Linked DNA regions of Muntiacus reevesi: region 1 is linked to region 2. The links are chromatin contacts, called in public Hi-C maps. All regions are on one chromosome and are shown on one strand. Each heading gives the region's core, a stretch centred on a gene start, on an enhancer-like site or on the middle of the called end of the contact. The rest is flanking DNA. Distances are from core to core; before and after follow the strand shown. Region 1 holds the start of APBA3 (amyloid beta precursor protein binding family A member 3). Region 2 holds the start of DAPK3 (death associated protein kinase 3).

Region 1 (2,700 bases), core at 168-2,667, 170 kb before region 2:
TGGGCATCAGCCATGTCCTGTGGGGCCAGGCCATGGCCAGTGGCAATGTGCAGGGGGCACGGGGATCCATCTGGGGACAGGCCCACGAGGTCACCTGGCAGAGCTTCAAACTGTTGCACCAGGTCCTGAATATTTAGCCCATCAAGTTCCATCTGACTCAGGCTGCCAGAACCTCCTGGTGTGGGGTCCCACTGGCAATCACGGGTGAGGTCCTGAGAGGGCAAAAGTGTGTCCCTGGGCTCTTCCAAGTCCATGGCTGGAGGTCCTGGAGGGGGTTGGGAGGCTGTCAGGAATTCCATGCCTGGACCCTGGGCTCAAGCCAGCATCTGAAAGGGAGATTCAAAAATTAGATTTTCTGGGCTTCCCTAGTGGCTCAGTGGTAAAGAATCAGCCTGTCAACGCAGGAGACATGGGTTTCGATCCCTGATCTGGGAAGATCCCACATGCCATGGAGTAATTGAGCCCAGTGGACCACAACTATTGAGTCTGTGCTCTACAGCCCGGGAGCCACAACTACTGGGGCCCCTGCGTTGTAGAGCCCAAGCCACCACAATGAGAAGCCCATGCACCTCAGCTCAAGAGCAGCCCCTACTCTACACCACTAGAGAAAAGTCCATGCAGTAATGAAGACCCACAGCACAACCAAAAAAACAGATGAGATTTTCCAACTGCCAACTTGGTACCAGGATCTAGTCTGGTAAATGTTCATAAAGAACACATAATTTAATCCTCACCATACCCTGCAAGGAAGATTCTGCCATGACCCTCATTTTACAGGGGAGGAAGTCGAGGTGTAGAATCAGCAGTTGTAAGGCAGTGGCTTCCTGGGCTCCAAACCCCAGGGGATTCTCCTGTGCTCCTCTTCCCAGACCTTCCCCTCCCACCCGTGAACCCCGTACACCCCAGCCCTGATTCTTCCAAGTGTTCCTTCCCCGGGATGTGCGACCCAGGCTGGAGACACACTTTGACTACACAGACCCGACAGGTGTAGGTCCCCGATACCCAGGGATCAAGACCTCAGTCCAAGCCTTCGGATCCAGAACTTCAGACTAAATACTAGAGTTCCAAGATGCCAGAAAGCAGACTCACCTCAAAACCTCCAACGCCACATTCAAGATCAATCCCAGACTCAGACCTGGACCTCAGACCCAGCCGAAGACATAAACTTGAGCCTAAAGCTGAAAGTTAAGACCCGAGTCCTCTCGAGGACCCCAGATTCAAGACTTCAGACCCGTGACCTCAGATGCTGGCTCCAGACCTCTCTATGCCCCGCCGGGACACTCACTTACCAAACCGAGGTGGTCTCAACCCGCGGGCCGCCGAGACCCCGCAGCTGAGCTGGTACGGTGCTTCCAGTGACCACCGCCTGCCAATTTCTGCCAATTCCGCCGCCGCTTCCAGATCCGCGCAGGGTTCCTGGATCACTGGGCATGCGCATTCCCGCTGGGCTTGCTGGGAAATGTAGTTCTTGCAGACAACCTCGCCCGCTCAGGGGCTCCGGGTATGTGGACAACGAGTTCGAATTCCGAGCCTTCATTTACTCGGCGTGAAAGCTCCGACTGGCTTCTGAGCCTATTTCCTTAACTGCAAAGTGCGGTTAAAAATCACTGCTTGACTGCTACCTCTTTGGTCATTATTCTAAGGGATAGCAGATGGGAAGAAATGGGACTGGAAAAATACTAAAGGCTCATGAGAGATAGACTTTCTGACTGCAGGGGTGCCAGAAGCGGCACGGGGAACAGATTGCACACAGGCTTTCGGCTTGGCGAAATGGCTCGGTTATGCTTAACTTTATTTCCCTGAGCTTCCGGCTTCCTCAGTTGTAAACTGGGGATAATAGTGCATGCGTGCGTGCTCAATTGCTGAGTTGTGTTTGACTGCGACCCTATGGACTGTAGCTGGCCAGGCTCCTCTGTCCATGGGATTTCCCAGGCGAGAATACTGGAATGGGTTGCCATTTCCTTCTCTAGGGATCTTCTTGACGAACCCGCATCTCCTGGGTTGGCAGGCCGGTTCTTTACAGGCTGAGCCACCAGGGAAGCCCACACCTACCTCCTAATTAAACGAAATCGAGCTGGGTGCAGATTTAGCAGTAGGGCTGGAAAATATCGAGTCTAGTAAGTGTTAGCTTTTATTACTTCTAGGTTTTCGGTAATTTAGCTACTGAGAAGAATCCAGTGCCAGAACCTGGAGAAATATTTCACTTTGAAAAGTTGATTTAAACGTACTTCTTTTTCTTTTGTGTAGACTTGCTTTGTGGAAAATTAATTGGCTTAGGATAGCCAAACCCTTATTTATCACCTGTTGCATGTGATGACTTTCGAAAGTTTGAGGGCCATTGGCTACATGGGTATAACTTATAGGGTGGTAGGACTTTTTAATGTAATGCTAACAAGTTTTCTACCCCCCGATCCCCGAGCCTTTTAGTTTTTAAACGCCATGTGTAATCTGTGGTCCACAAAATTGGGAGCGAGAGACCTGAAACAGACCTGCTATAAATTTAACGGATACATAATCCCATATCCAAGGCTTCTCAGGTGGCGCTAGTAGTAGAGAATCCACTTGCCAATGCAAGAGACCCAGATTTGATCCCTGGGTTCAGGAAGGTGCCCTAGAGAAGGAAATACTCCGGTATTCGTGCTTGGAAAAAAATCCCATTTTTTTCCACTCCCAGACAGAGGAGCCTGGTGGACTACAGTC
Region 2 (2,700 bases), core at 135-2,634:
CCTGACTAATCCCTGCTTAGGGAGAGCAGGAGGAGAGGACATACCCCAGAAGACCCCACAGTGGATCGGGTCTCCCCCTCCTCGGGGCCCCATCAGAGGTGACTACTCACCTTCCCAGCTCCTCTCCCATCTCATAGTGATCTTCCACATCCTCCTGCCTGAATGTTGACATGGTGGTCGGTTTGCCTTCCAGCGTCTTCCACTCCAGTACAAACCTGGTCAGTGGTCAGGGAATAGTACCTCACGGAGTCCTCTCGCCGTGACTCTGGAGGAGACAGAGAAATAGCAAAGGACTGAGATGCCAGTCATTACCTCTGGGTCAAAGGATCGATCAGCATCCCCCAAATAGGTTTCAGATCCACCATGCTGAAATTCCACCTTCCCGGTGGAAGGCACTTGCATTTGGTGGGTGGGGCACTTTCATGTGTCATCTCATTTAGATACCACACTGCCCCAAGGTTCAGTGTTAGCCCAGCTTGTGCCACTTACACCCCCGTAACTCCCAGGAGCCATAGATCTGCGGTTCTGCACACAACACCCCAGTCTTTTTCTGCCTCTTCCTTCTAGGCTCCTCCCAATCTCATCCATAGACCCCAAATTCCTATAAGTTCTCCCACGCTCTTCACACCCCAAACCCTGGGACACCCTGATTGTCTGCTAGACTTCCAACACACTCCCATCTCCCTGTACCTCAGCAAGCTTAACCCCTCCTCCTCTTACCCACTGCCCCCACAAGCCCTCCCCTCCTCGGCTGGTCTCTAAGACCCTCTCTGGCGCTGGGCTTACCCCATCTCTTACCCCCGCCTTCCTGAATTTCCCAGGAACTGGACAATGGCTTCCAAGCTCCTAACCCATTCTTGCGCCCTCTGCCCTCCGCCGTGCTAGCAAAGTTAACTTCCTCCTCCCCCTTCCTCGAAGACACCTCTTTCAAGTTTCAAAGGCCCCCGCCCCAAGCTCCACACCCTCAACGGAACCCCGCAAAGGGCCACATCTGAATCTCCTCCATCCTTCGCCCCCAACCTTCTCACAAGCTCCGAGGCAGACCCCTACGACTTCCTTCAGAGACGCCCCCAAGATTCCCCCAACCCCTAACTTCCCGGCTCCAGCGTCCCAGAGGCCGCCACGCCCCTCACAGGCCCCGGCCCAGATCCTTCTCCCGTCCAGTCATCCCACGAGTCCCCAAATGTCCCCCCTACTACGTCCCCCAGGATCTCCTCCCCCGGCATCCTCGGACCAAGTTCGCTCCGCACCCTCGGCCCCGCACCGCGGACCTGTCCCTCAGCCGCGTTGGCGAGCACCCCGTCCGCAGGCCCCGCCGCCTCGGCCGCCGCGACGCGCAGACCTTTGCATCGTCACCGCGCCCGCCAGAGCCCGCCCCCGAGAGGTGGATCCCACTGCCCATTGGTTAGCACACACACCGCTCGTGAATTCCCGCCCACCGCCTCCTTTCAGGCCCCCGCACACGGGCTTCCGGCCCTCCTCACCAAAATGAGGCCTCACGTTTGGTACAGGCTCACAGCTGATTGGCTGCAAAGAACGTCGGTCAAATTTACGGAAGTCGGCCTCCCGACTTCCGGTCCCTGAACCGCCCCGCCCCTTCTCCTCTGACCGGGGTCCTGAAGCTGGGAAGTAGGATGCTGAAGTCCTGCATCCCCATTCCTGCCTTCCTTGGGCATGAAATACGTGAATCCTATGCCCAAGTTCTCTCATGACAGCTCCTGAGCCGGACCCTGGGGCTGCTTCAGTCACAGGAAGTTTTCTCCTTTGTAAAATGTTAGGGGTGCTAAGTTGCTTCAGTTGTGTTCGATTCTGCATAGCTCGCCAGTCCCCACTGTCCATGGGATACTCCAGGCAAGAATACTGGAGTGGGTTGCCATTTTCTTCTCTGGGGGACCTTCCCGACCCAAGGATCAAACCTCAAGTCACCTTCCATTGGCAGGTGGGTTCTTTACCACCAGCGCTACCTGGGAAGCTGTTAGCCATATTGCAAATACATAAAGATTCAAACTAGGATAGGTGTTGCCATTAAATGCTTGAGGATTGTTTTGACTCCTTTTAGGCTTAAGATACATAAGAACTGGCATTGATTGAGCCTTACTGCATACCAATCAACAACGTGAAGTAAAATATTTTACTAGTTCTATACTTAGGGAAACAGACCCAGAGAGATTAAAGTAACCCACCCAGAGTCACACAGCCAGTAAAGGCATTAACTGATATTCCTTCCCAGAGAGGCCTGAACCCAAAGCCCACGCTGAACCACTTCAGATACCGTCTGACACAGGCCATCCTCTGGTCGTGATAGTCCCAACCTCATGCAATTCCACTTCACTTCACCACGACTTCCCTTCTTCGCCTCACACCTCATCCTCGCTTAAGCGCTGACACTAAAACTCTTCTTCCTGCCTGGGGACCACCTTCCTCCACTAAACCTAAAGCACACTTCACAGCTAAAGCAGCACTTTCTCTCACATTCATTCACTTTTCCCTATTATTTTCTCATTAATCTGGTACATTTGTCCCCACTAAAGAACCAACAGTGACACATTAACCACTCCCTACTAGACTCTCCCATCTTTTCTTGTCCCAGTATCATGTCACATTTGTCTCCTTAGGTCCTCTGTGCTTTTTGAGTCTCATTTACAGGGGTTTTGATGACTTGGGTTTTGAAGATTGATCTGTTCCCTCAATGTGAATTTG

Evidence for each region. A called contact is a pair of places that touch in the nucleus more often than the background predicts.
Region 1: a Hi-C map of muscle shows a contact between it and region 2, with 2.8 times the contacts expected there. The contact joins the promoter of APBA3 here to the promoter of DAPK3 in region 2. A contact is called at or near these places in 2 of 3 Hi-C or Micro-C datasets (blood and muscle).

What each region holds. Positions count from the first base shown.
Region 1 is chr1:198,983,604-198,986,303 of mMunRee1.1, reverse strand. APBA3 (amyloid beta precursor protein binding family A member 3) reads right to left here and starts at 1,417. Exons shown (of 11, transcript XM_065918043.1): 1 at 1,290-1,417; 2 at 1-326. The coding sequence starts at 299.
Region 2 is chr1:198,813,042-198,815,741 of mMunRee1.1, reverse strand. DAPK3 (death associated protein kinase 3) reads right to left here and starts at 1,384. Exons shown (of 10, transcript XR_010660873.1): 1 at 1,272-1,384; 2 at 111-265.